Linked DNA regions of Mus musculus: region 1 is linked to region 2. The links are chromatin contacts, called in public Hi-C maps. All regions are on one chromosome and are shown on one strand. The core of a region is the stretch at or near the end of the contact, and the rest is flanking DNA. Distances in the headings are between cores, read along the strand shown. Region 1 overlaps Gpr156 (G protein-coupled receptor 156). Region 2 holds the start of Gpr156 (G protein-coupled receptor 156).

Region 1 (7,018 bases), core at 3,963-6,462, 58 kb before region 2:
TTTAAGGATTGAACCACAGGCAGACTACAGTCAACTCGGAGATCTGTATTCATTTCCTCAGCTCCGAGCCACTGTGGAGCTCCTGGTGTGACCCAGCATCCTGTACTAGCTGCCAACTTACCACTCTCTTGTCCGGTACTCTCTGGGTAAACACTTTGTAGAGTCGCCAGCTCTTCCCCAGGATAGGGCCAAACACCAAGGACGTCCCAATGCACAGCAAGGACAGTCGTGTCTGCGGGTGAAAGTAGGCAGAAGCAAGAGTCACTAGTGGAACCTTCATCTGTCTGCAGTGTCTCAGGCCCACAGAGGACATGGGGCAGCAAGTAGGACTCAGGGAATATGTCCATAACCTGGATACAGAACTAACGATCTCGGGAAGAGCTGTGAGCAAAGAAACATTATCGAAGTTCAACATGGTGTCCAAAACAAAATCCCACAATGTCTCCTACCTGAATGAGAGCTTCTACTGAACTCCCCTCAAGAGCATCTTGAATCCCAAAAAGGTAAGCGCTGATGTAGGTCAGACAACTGCCCAGCAAGGTCACAACATTCAGATTGGGGCTGGACATCTTCACAATCCTAGGAGGAGATAGAAAGAATGACAATAGCCGAGCTGCTGTGCGCCCCTGTCGAAGACTTGCCAGAGTAATAGTTCTTTCCTGGGAGAAACCCCACTGCAGCCCTGGAACCAGGAGTCACTGGGAAGAGACTGTTTGCTGCCCTCTGAAAAACTTACGGTGTATTTATATTCATTTAAAATAACTAACTCCAGGCCAGGCGGTGGTGGTGCACGCCTTTGATGCCAGCACTCAGGAGTCAGAGGCAAGTGGATTTCTAAGAGTTCGAGGCCAGCCTGGTGTACAGAGTAAGTTCCAGGACTGCCAAGGCTACATAGAGAAACCCTGTCTTGAAAAGCCAAAATAACGTAACATAACATAACTAAGTCCTGCTTTGTTTTATACTATTTTGGCTTTTTTGAGATGAGGCCTAATGTAGCCCAGGCTGGCCTTGAACTGCTGACCTTCTTGCCTTTACCACCCCTGCGTATTTGAGATTTGATTTGTATCTGTGTGTTGGGATCTGAGACGTGTGTCATCATGGCTAATTTACAAAAAGAAAGACAAGCATTTTATGTATATGAATGTTTTGCCCACATGTGTATCACATGTGCACCTAGAGCCCGTGGAGGATGAAAGAAGGTGTTGGATTCCTTAAAACTGGAGCTACAGACATGTGAGCTGACAATGTGCTGGAAACTGAGCCCCGGTCCTCTGCAGGAGCAGCAAGTGCTCTTACTGCTGAGCCATCTCTCCAGCCCCACTGGCTTTTATTTATTTTTATTTTTGAACCCAAACTCTTGTACCTCTTGCTTATATAACCACGGACACCCAGGTGACACCAGAGAAGGGTGGCAGTGAACTTTAGGGCTGATAAGGGACAAGTCAGCGTATGTAAGTGTCATGTCAGTGCAGGTACACTGGAGCTGGGACAGGGTGGAGCTTGCAGAGTTGAGCTGTAAGGGAAGCTGCTATCAGGAAAGAGGCTGGGAGTCTTCACATACACCATTTATTAGACATAAAAATTCCTTTTCTTTCCTTGTTTGACTGAAAAGAGGACGCAGAGGTCCAAAGCAAGGGACGAAGGCAGCATCTTTCCCAGGAGGAGAGCAAACCAAAGTTAGCGGGCAGCAGAAGACTAGAGGGGAGTGTGGCTAACTGGGCTCTCAGACAAACTCTGGGCACCAGCATAGGTTCAGGATATGAATCATTTAACCAAAAGGCGAGGTAAATGAGACTTTCTCTGTGGCATCACCAGTAGGGTTAGCTTCTGCATACCAGAACTTGAGGCCCTTTTCCATTTGCCTCTCACAGACTCCTACACAGAAGCCTTGACTATCTGATGTCCCCTTCTTGACAGCGCACTGGCCAGGGCTTCATAGACACACATCTTCTCTGGCTACATGGCTGACGGGTAGGTCTGCGGCTCTGCTCTTCACTGCATCTACTTGATTTGGACACCACAACTCCATCCTGTTTGCATGATCCAGTATTGCACGAATCCTGATTTGGAATTCTTCCCTTTTCTGACTTAGTGAAGAGGAGCCCAGTTTAGTGATTATTGAAAAAAAACAGACATTTTTCTAGTGTTCACAAGGCAAGCACTGGTGCAAACCCACTGTTCACATTAAATATGCTATGGACCCAGATGTGTATTTTTTGGTATTTTTCTTGAGAAGTTTTACTGACAATATCGCCATAAAAACTGAATGGGAGATGATGAGCCCGCTTTGTTTGGCTGATTGAACACCTGGGCAGGCACTTTGACGCCAATCAGCTCCGATCCAGCAGGTGAATGGCTTGTCTGGGGACTGTCTTTGCCCTGTTGGGAGGCATTCAACCACCAAGTCATCTTACTTTTCTACTGAACTAAATGGTGAATTCTACAAAACTGTATAGTTTTCATTCACCCACAAACACTAATTAGTTTTCACAAAGCCAGGAGATTTAAATAATTATAGTGATAAGACTTGTGTTCCAAGTATGAAGAGTTAAAAGTCTAGACTGGGTGACTTTTTTTTTTTTTTTAAATAAAGATTATGTAACAATCTCTCCTTTTAAAAGGATTATGTAATGATCTCACTTTTATCTTCCTCTTCATTATTGCCTGGAAATGGGAGGCAAGGGCTTTTCTCAATTTACTTTTTCAATTTGTTTGAGTCCAGTAAAGACTCAGTTCATGTAAATAAACATCCTCAGAACTTGTTTAATCCTGCATGGTCACTCCAGGACTCCGACGCCTGTGACAGCCTCCAACTCTCACGTGGGCCTCTGAGCTAAGGGGACTTGGAGTTACTGAATTTGGAAGCATGGTTCAAGGTTGGGGAGCAGGGGAGGGTACATCCTGATATCCTACAGCTACACTAGAAGGAAACTTCCCTTATAGCGTCATGGGGCATGCCTTGTAAGATCCCTGTTGAGTTGATGTGAATGCTAGCTAGCATGGAGTAGTTTTGTTCTGTTTCATTTAACCTGTGTGGGTGTTTGGTCTGCATGCATGTCTGTGCACCAGTTGCCTGCCTGATGCCCTCAGAAGGCAGAAGCAGATGTTAGATTCCCTGGAGCAGGAGTGACAGATGGCTGTGAACCATGTGCTCACTAGGAATTGAACTTGGAGCTTCTGGAATGGCCGGGAGTAGTCCGTGGTCTTGATCACTGAGCTATCTCTCCAGCCCTGCCACTGAGCTTTGATACACCTAAAAACAAATACAGGGTCATTCACAGCTCTGCTGTGCAACAATAAAGATTCCGACGTGGAGAACTTGTTGAATTTCTCCTTCAGTCCGCCGCTTTTGATCTTTGTTATAATGGGATTATAAACCTATGTCGTGCAAAAGTCCAACTTTATCACATTGCATGGTCATGGTGCCACAGGTCTGATCCGTTTGCTGTTTTGCCCGTTTCTAATGTTCGAGTTAAATGATCCGAATTCTGCACACCTCAAACTAATACTAGTGCGACCATTTGTGCTTCAACTGTGCACTGCCCTGCGTCTTTATCCCACTCAAGCCTCCTTCGAGGACCACCCAGAGAGATCAATGACCTTTCAACATCCCAAGCTTAAAATCCTTTAGTCACAATGATTTCATCCTACTTCGCCTCAGGGTCTCTGAATCCTGTGTCTTGTCGTTTGGAATAGATCCACTTCCAGGAACCTTAAACATATATATGTTCTTTTCTCTCCAACTTGAGGTAGGGACTCACTGTGTATCCCTGACTATTCTTGAACTTGCTATGCGTTCCAGGCTGGAATTGAACTCACAGAGATTCACATACCTCTGCTTGACCAGAGCTGGAATTAAAGGTGTGTACCACCACATCTGATCTTTTTAATTTTAAACCACAGTCCATTAAAACTTTAACTCCTTGTCTTCTCCTGAAAGCTGTTTCTCCACCCTCCATCTCCGTTTGCTTGGACCCAAAACCTTGGCGTCATTGTTGACTCTTCCTTCCTTCCCACATCCAATCTGTTGTGAAACCTCATTGGTTCTATTCTTGAAATACAACCAGAACTCAGCTGCTTCTTCTCTACCTCTGCTGCCACCAACTGATCAAAGTCTTCCTTGCAATAGCCTCTCAGCTGCTCTCCCAGCATCTGTCCTGGAACTTCCTTCTCTAAGGCGACTATAAGCCCCTGCCGGTGATCACCAAAGTGCTAGAGATCAGAGGGTGTCATGAACTGGCTTAATGTCCATGCGTTAGACAAGGAGGTCTGCTGGGTAACAGAAGTGGCTTCTGGGTGTCTTTCTGGACTTCTCTGGAATGGCTGAGGCTTCCCTGATGTTACTGCACACAGAAAGACCAGTTATTTTGGGGTCTCTATGTGCAATGCGTTTCTGCAGGCTATGGGTGTTGACCAAGCTGAGTCCTCACTGAGGAGTCTCGTGTGGGTGAGGCTCTCCTGGGCTTTCCTCTCAGCATAGCGATGAAGGAAGCCTGAAAATAAACGAGAGATCCTAACAGGGTATTTGTGAAGCTCTGTGCGCTCTCAGCCTCTGTTTCTAGGAAACCGAAGGGTCTGTGGGAGTATTCATTCACATATGCATGTGCACACGTATGTTCACTTGTCTCCAATGAGATCAGGCTACTCCAAAAGCTCTTTTCCATTGGCGGAATCCTTCCAGGGGAATTCTCCTAGGAAATGCTTTTGTCTAACACACCTCCCAGGTCATGAGGCTCAGCTCTGTGAGGTAGACCTCATCTTTGACCACACAGCTTCCTAACTTTCAGTGGCTGTTAGTGACAGAAGTGAACAGCACACATCACTCTCCCTGGCTTCAGAAAACCTGCTCATCCTGGACCGTCCAGCTGTTTGCAGCTGGACAGGGGAAGTAATAACTTCTTTTATATCCTTAAAGCCTCGAGTGCTGGGTGGGCCTGGCCTCTCTCAGCTCAACTGCTTTTCTGTAGTCCTCAGTGCTTGCACAGATTTATTTTAATCTGGAGAGGGGAAAATTTCCACCCACCAGCCTGTCATTTTGGACCTACAGTCACTGAAGCTATAAAGGACCCGGAAGGACAGGGCTACAGAATAAACCAAACGATTAGCAGTAGTCAAATCCGATGAGACCCAAGACGCCTTCCAGCTCCTTCCTTTTCAAATCATTTGAGCCACTGCGTCTTTCCCCTGCTGCAGGCTTATCAGCAAGCCAGTCACGTGCATTTCTGCCTCACTTCCTTAGCCAGTAAGAACAGACTGACCTGGATTCCAGAGATGTGGTGGATTTTATAGCCCAATCAACCGATCATCCAAATATAAGCTTTAGTTATTAAGCACAAAAGAAAACTTGCCAAACGTCCTGGCCCCAGATTCTCCTTTAGCCGATGGTCTCAGTGTCCTGTGCTTTCCTGGCAGCTCCTCTCATTCATGGCCATTTTTGTGTCAAACATTAATTCCTGAATAGGAACCTATCAAAGCATTAAGAAGTGGGAATGGCAAAGCAGATGGGACAGAACCTCTGCCCTCAGCTCGTGAGGCTACCTCTTCCCCGGGTTTCAACATTTTCACTACAAAGATTCCTTTCTTATTCCTCTTGTAAAATAGAATAAAAATGTAATTCAACACTAACAGTTCTTTTCTCTCTATCCAGGGCAATTTAACACACACACACACACACACACACACACAGTCTCACACACACACACAGTCACACACACACACACACACACACACACACACACACACGAATGGACTCACATACACGTGTATGCAGGCACACTTGTACACCGTGCACGCGCACACAGACACAGACAGACAGACAGACACACACACACATGCACACAGGCATACTTACACACCATGCACGCACGCACACACACACACACACACACACGAGAATATATAGATTTAAATTTTTAAAAATTACATTTCTTTGTGTGTGCGTTGGCATCTGTGTACCATGTCACACATGGAGGGTTCAGAGAACAACTCACAGGAGCTGACTCTGCCCTCCTGTCACGTGAGATCTCAGAGCATCCAGCTTAGTGACAAGTGTCGTTACCTGCTGAGCTATCTCCATGGCCCATATTTCATATTTCAGAATTCATAGCTCTCCTGGGCTACAAACATAAGAGAATACCAATTCAAAACTGCATCCTTGTAAGCATTTTAAAAGCTGAAATACGGAAATTTAGACTTCCATTTCAGAGCAAACGCCTGTTACCTCATTGTGTGGGCTCAGGTGTAGGACAGTAGTGAAAGGGACAGGGAAGACCCCTAGTGAGCAGAAAGGGGAAGCAGAAAGAGCTCTTATTGAGGAAGCCTGCTTCATCTAGGAGTATTATGGTTGCATTTGATAGTGATTTTGAAACCAAACAAAACAACAACAACAAAAAAACCCCAAATTCCCAAATGTGTATTTCCACATCTCACACAATTGAAAAATATTTCAAATGTGCTTTTAAACAGCAAGAGGGGGCAATAGATACATAGGGGGAAAAATTCCCCTTTTCCTCAACTCTTCTACCCGAGGGCTCCAGTTCCAGACAAGTAGCAAATTGTTCACATAGAGATTTCCACTTCCGTTCTCCCTCCCACTGCAACTGTAGGAAAGGCCAGGGGTGACTTCTAGCAAGACTCTTGTAGCACTTCCAAAAAAAAAAAAAAAAAAAACGTCAGAGCAGCCGCCCTGGTTCTAAGTAGGGCAAAAAGCATAGGCAAACACCATTGGCCGACAGAAGTATCCAATCACAAGGCGCCAGCTCCCTGGTGACTTGCAAATCCATCTTTGCTCTCTTGTTTCTCCCTGTACAGTTTTCAGGTTTATTACAGCAGGAGAATGGCCGAGGTGTGTCTGGGAATCTTTGAGGAATGCTGAATTCACGAATACTTGCAAGAATGGTTCTCTATCAGGCCAGAATCTGGGAATTTATGACCCCAGGGCTGAGTCTGGCCTAGCCTTGTACCAATGAGCACCTTGGATTTGGCTCTTTTAGTAGTACCTTATTATGTTATTGAATGC
Region 2 (6,253 bases), core at 1,956-4,455:
ACAACTTTGTTGCAATGAATGAGTGAACAAACGAACAAATGAATGAGTAAAAGAAAAGCATCAGTCTGCCTTCTTCCCTCTTGTTTTTTTACTGAATGCCGGATGTTCTATCTTAAATTTGGAGGGAGAGAGAAAGAGGGGCAGAGAGATGGAGACAGAGAGACAGAGACAGAGACAGATAGACAGAGAGAGGAATAAAGGATCAAGAGATTTGTTGCCTATTATGGGAAATTTAGAAGAATAACATTCATATAATTCATAGTCCCCCCCCCAAATCTTTCTCATATTTATTTCTTAATAAGTTTCTGATTTAACGGCAGTCCAGGCCTGGATCACATACTCAGACTCTTATTATTATTATTTATGTTTTAAGATAATAATTAGTGGGCCGGTGGTTAAGGGCACTGGCTGTTCTTGCTGATGAACAGTATTCTGTTCCCAGAACCCACGTGGTAGCTCACAACCTGCTGCCACTTCAGTTCCAGAGGGATCTGATGCCCTCTTCTGTTTTCTGTGAGTATTGCATGCACGCACTGCACAAACACACACGCAGGCAAAACAACATACGTGCAAAAAGTGAAAACAAATAATTAAAAAAAATAATATAATTAAATGTTTATAAAAAAGAAATGGATGTAACTTCTGGGAATCTTTAAAATTTCTCATAGTAAAATGTTGGTAGAAAAAGTGAGGGACTTGAATTCTCTGTCAGCATTTTTAGCGAACTCTTTAGAAACTAAACACTAATAAGTTCACAGTCCTTTTCATAAAATAAGGGCTCTGTTTGTTTTCCGTTCAACTATTGAATCCAGTTTCTCTGCCCAAGTCATCTGCCCTTCACTGCTTCTGTGGCTTCTGTGGCTTACAGGAGACCTGGCCATTCTTTTTCTCTCTTCTCTGCCTCAGGTTACTCTCTGAAAACATTCAAAGCATGAAATGAAACATGAATTCAGGCCAGAGAGGAAGCTCACCAGGTAAACACTTGCTGTGAGTGTTTGGATCCCCAGACCATATAGAAAGCCATGTGCTGTGTGTTCAGTTCTGTTTTAACAGGAGGTGAGAGGCAGAGACAGGAGAATCCTTAGATTCGGGCCCACTAGCCTGGTGCACACAGCTAACAAATAAGAGATCCTGCCTCAAACAAAATGGAAGCAAGAACCCAACCTGAGGCATCTGTCTGCATGTGCCTGTACACACACATACACACACACTCTCATATATATACACACACATTCACACACAAACACATACATACATGTGCGCGCACACACATAGACATATGGAAACACACACTCTCACACATACACACATACTCACAAATACTCACACACATACACACATGTACATGCATGCACACACACACACTACATACACTCTCTATCACACACAAACATGCATGCACGCACAAGGGTATTTTTTTAACGGTGAATCTGAGGAGAGAGGGCACTTCTTAGGGGCCTCTATTTCTTCCAATAAAACTTTCAAATGCCCTTATGGACAAATAGCAAGAAAATGTAATAGAGGAGCCCTCATCGTGAAACAGTGTAGTCCTTAGGCCTAGCATAGTAGCACACACCTTTAATTCCAGCACCTGGAAAGTAGAGGTACCTGGATCTCTGTGAGTTCAAGGCTACCTGATCTACAGATCAAATTCCAGGATAGCCAAGGCTGTACAAAGAAACCCGGTCCTGAGAAACCAAAACAAATCAAAACAAAATGGTGTGTCTGAGGCCGCTTCTTTTTAGTTAACTTCATTCCTTTGCTCATTCTTCCACTCTCTAGGACAGAAGTTGCTTTTAGCTATTTGCCCTCCTGGTCTCTGCTGAAGGACATTCCTGTTTTCCCAAGACTGGGCTTCTCTATTCCCAAGTTTCCATAAAGGCTTTGCCTCTGACCAGACCAACTCTAGGGAACAGAGAGAAGCTAAAGCTGGGGGCAATGATAGAGAAGCAGAAAGAATATGCCAGATACAGTGGTGGTCCTGCAGGGGAATCACACAGACAAAATGGGACCAGGGAGCCCCCTCTCTTTCTGAGAGAGTCCCAACTCAAGCCAGCCTGCCAAGGCACTTTATATCCCAGAGTCAAAGTGTCTACAGCCCCCAGACAAGTGATTCCCTCCTCATTTATCTGGATACACCCATTTGTTCCTTCTGCAGCAGTTAAAACTACAAACTTGGAAGCCTGGCTGGTGTTCCAACTCCTGGGAGAATCCAGCTATTGGTGGAGAAAAGGTGTTTCTCCCCCACCCTCTTTGGCGGCCTTGCTGCTTAATTAACACACCAACAAATATGGTGGTTTTAAACTCCCATCTGAAAACTCTTCTTTTTCAATGAAGTATTCACACTCTTAGCATCTCCCTCCACAGCTTGTTTAAGGAATACACTGGGAAAACAGGTTTATCAGAGGTACCTAGTTCTCATGCATCCAGAAAATAAACAAATGGGTAGAGTGGCTACACCGTCTTCCCTACACAGTTTAATCTCGAAATGTTAACAGGTAACAGAAAGCATTAAGGAAGTAGCACGTGATGCCCAACTTTCTAAGTGGAAGCCTCTACAACACGCTTGGAAACTGCTGCTGGTCAGATCCAAGGATGCTCAGGAGCCTGGGTCACTCCTCCAGTGCCCAGGAACAAAGCCTCCACACAGAACATAGGCGGTGTAGTAAAACTTTCTTCTCAGACTTCAGAGAGGGGGTGGGGGAACGTCAGCTCACCACCCTGCCCTCGGGGTGAGCTTGCACCTGCAGGGTAGATTTGGGGTCACGCTTGGAAATCACCCGAGTGTGGGAAATAGTTCTGAGATCTCCTTTTTGAGCACTTTGTTGCTTATTCAATAAAATAGAGAAGTCACACTGGGTTCACTCTCCCCTCCCCTTTTTCCTCCCAAATTATCAACGCCATCCCTGATGCGTGGCCACGCGCTCTTCCCTACTTTTTGGACTTCTTAAATCATTTCTGAATATCCTGCTCAGGTTTTGAATAGGAGAAGGGACTCCTGCCCTCTCCATTTCTTACTGGAGGTGTCTGTGTCCATAGGGAGGTCCTACAAAATCTGGGGTCTTCAAGGGCGCACTGTGCTCACCTTGCGGGGTCCCCGTCCGCAGAGATGCGCCGAGCCCGCGGCCGGGATTGGGACGCGCGTGCTCTTCCGGTCTCTGGTGGGCTCTCGGGTTTGGAAGGTGGCGGGAGGGACGCGGACCGCGCCCATCGCCTCGTAGACAGCCGGAGTGGCGGCTGTGCGGTGTGCGCGGTGCCCTGCGGGTCGCCTCCTCCTCTGTCTGACCGCCGTCCCTCCTCTGGCGCCACCCCGCGCCGCGACCGGACCCTGCGCTCGGCTGCAGGCCTCTCTACTCCGGAGTCCCTTTACTCCCGCATCCTCCACTCCTCCAAAGACGTCCACTCCTGTTTGAGCGGTTCTCTGGGCGACTTCCTGCTGCTGTGCTCAAAGAGCCGCTTGCAGCGCCGGTCTGAGGAGCCCTGTAGCCCGAGGATGCTCAGACCTCCGGAGCAGGTCCTGTGCCTGGTTCCTCAGTCTCAGATCCCGGTTTCTGGTTTTTTGTTTGTTTGTTTGTTTGTTTGTTTGTTTGTTTTGTTTTGCTTTGTTTTTGTTTTGTTTTGATACGGGGGGAGGTTATCCATTAGCTTTCCCTTGGCCTTTTGCATTTCTCCTTCCCTCTTCTTTTTCTTACTCCCCGCCTTTCCCTCTCATCTCTTCTTTTTCCTCATTCTTCATTTTTTATTTGGGCATTTTTTGATTCTTTACATTGAGCTTGTGTTTATTTTAGAAAGACAAGAATGTTGCTTATAATAGGAATGCGTGTGTGTGTGTCTGTGTGTCTGTGTGTGTGTGCATGTGTTTTCCCGTGACAAGGTTTCTCTGTGTAACAGCCCTGGCTGGCCTGGAATTCACTTTGGAGACCAGGCTGGCCTCGAACTCACAGAGTTCGACTGCCTCTGCCGCTGGAGGGCTGGGATTAAAGGCTTGCATTTCAAACACCACATTTTGACCACATATTTTAGGGACAGGAGGGGAGGGGGAACCGAGTAGGACTTCAGGGTTCAGATCACACATGGTAAGGAGGATTGGCTTTAAAATTTTTTAACCCCTCCCTCACTATTTCACCCAAAGGCTTCTTTTCACAGGAAAATACTTCATTGGAGAGGAAAATATGGGGAAAGAAATGAAGCAAACGTTTTATTCAGGACAATGCGTGTTTCTCACATCTTGTCCTGAATGTGAGACACTGAGCAAAATGTGAGTTTCTGTTCTGTGCAGTTAGATGCTGTCATTGGGGAGGCCCCCTTTGATTCTCCACTTTTGGGGTTACTCAGTTTAAAAGCCCAGGACAGGGATGTTGGAACAATGCCTCATGTGGTAGAGCAATCACTCTGGAAGCGTGAGGACCTGCTGGGGTTCCCCAACAAAAGCCTCTGCCTGTAATCTCAAGGCTGGAGGCAGCGAAGGGGACAGGCAGATTTCTGGGGTTTGCTGGACGGCCAGTTTACATTGGTAAGCTTTAGGTGCAGTGGGAGTGTCTGTCTCAGAATCACTGTGGAGCATAATTGAGGGAGACAACTACCATCAGTGCTCTGCACTCCACGTGTATGCACGCACAGTCACGTTTCTGGCACAGTCTTTCTCCATCACTCTCACTTCAGTGTCCAAAGCTGGATCTTGAGTCTGTCGCTCCCCATTAAGAATTTCCCCTCTGATCTCCGTTGCCTGTTCTCTTACCTCAGACTCCCCCAGAAAACAATAACCAGTTACTCTCACTGCTCTTCTATATCGGACTCCCTTTTCCAGCTTGCCCCCCCCTTCTCCCTCACCCCATTGTCCTTTTTCCATTGAGTTATCCCGCAGCCCCTCAATTACTGCGCACCAATTTTCATCTCCCACCTGGATCTACCATATTTACCTAAGAGGTGTTTCTGGAGACTCTTCTCTGCATTCCCACACTGCTGCCCTTGTTAAGTTTTAATTACCTTGGGCTGGATCATTTTAATAGTTTCCTAACAGGTTTTTTTTGCCTCCGGTCTCCCCACCATCAGCACAGACTTAAGAACGCCACTTTCATAATAAAACAAGCAAACCACCCCCCTAAGCTCACAGTGAGGCCCCTGTGCAATTCTAAGCCTGAGCTCTCACAATTGGGGCGAGCAGGCTGGCTTTCCAACCCTCGGTCCACTCAAGCTTAACTGCTGGGTTCTGAATACACACACCCTGGGTTGTCAAGCCAATTCATCTGTTTCTTTTAGTCCTCCCCACTTCCCTCATCCACATCTTTACCTGTTGACTTGCCCTTCCCCCCAACCTTCAATGTCTGAAGCAAATGCCTTGTCAGCATCATTCTTCCAGAGTTTATCATTCAGATCTGTGAGATGAGTTAATGTCTCCTTCCCAGCATTCTGTGTCTGTAACAGCGCTAGGTTGGGTTGTATGCCCCAACGGGGTGTATCTTCCTGTCACCCTAGCAACTTCCAGAGTGTACAAGACAAAGGATGCTTTTACCTCGGCATCATTCTCCCAAGGCACTGGCCACACATGCTTTTATTTTACTTTTAAAAGGTTTAAATGTATTAAATAATAAATGTATTAATGAATTAAAATTTGTTAAATTAAATTATATTTTATTACTATAAATTATATATTGAAATATATATCATATATAATTTCCTGAAACAGGACTCACGTGGCATGTATCTCAGGCCAACTTCAAACCTATGGCAGCCCTCCTGCTTCAGTCTCCCAAATATGTGATCACAATCTTTTTAAAAAACAGGTTTAAAACATCTACATAAGACTGTTCAATTGATTGTTGTTTTAAATCAAACAACTTTTATAATACTCATTTTTATTGTTACAATATTTTATAAATTTTTAAAGAATATGATAAAAAACTAAAGGTGTTACAAGTTTTTGGGGGCTCGCTGGGAGGAGTTGGGGTACAAAAGGGAAAGAAGAATGTAATGTAAGTCTATTTACTCAAAATATGTTTTTAAATGTTAACAAATTCAGATAAATTGAAATTATGTATCCTCACCTATTTTACTACAAGTGACATAATTTCATTATTCTTTTCAAAACAGATTTGTCACTTTTATTCATGTCCATGTAGATATGCGCATGTACATATGGGTACCCATGGAGATAGAGGCCAGAAGATAACATAGATCCTATGAGGTTCAAGTTCCAGGTGATTATGAACCCTGATGTGGGTGTGGGAATTGAACTCTGGGCCTCTGCAAGAGC

The links. A called contact is a pair of places that touch in the nucleus more often than the background predicts.
Region 1: a contact with region 2 is called in a Hi-C map of cerebral cortex, with 4 times the contacts expected there. The contact joins the enhancer-like site here to the promoter of Gpr156 in region 2. A contact is called at or near these places in 1 of 39 promoter capture datasets (embryonic stem cells), 8 of 484 Hi-C or Micro-C datasets (cerebral cortex, cortical neurons, embryonic stem cells and 1 more), 2 of 115 datasets of contacts at active chromatin or transcription factors (embryonic stem cells and neural tube) and 3 of 9 other capture datasets (adipose tissue, embryonic stem cells and pancreatic islet).

The regions. Positions count from the first base shown.
Region 1 is chr16:37,972,220-37,979,237 of GRCm38.p6, reverse strand. Gpr156 (G protein-coupled receptor 156) reads right to left here. Exons shown (of 10, transcript NM_153394.2): 4 at 450-579; 5 at 122-232. It overlaps Gm36225 (a long non-coding RNA gene), which reads left to right. Exons shown (of 5, transcript XR_876064.2): 4 at 291-503; 5 at 1,872-2,249. Among named protein-coding and RNA genes, the nearest start is that of Gm36225, 13 kb to the left of the region's middle. Within about 2 kb of position 5,212, at least 55 of the 459 cell types and tissues checked have an H3K27ac peak or open chromatin away from gene starts, as enhancers often do. A contact at or near this core is called in cerebral cortex and cortical neurons, where this site is marked.
Region 2 is chr16:37,913,448-37,919,700 of GRCm38.p6, reverse strand. Gpr156 (G protein-coupled receptor 156) reads right to left here and starts at 3,205. Exons shown (of 10, transcript NM_153394.2): 1 at 3,086-3,205.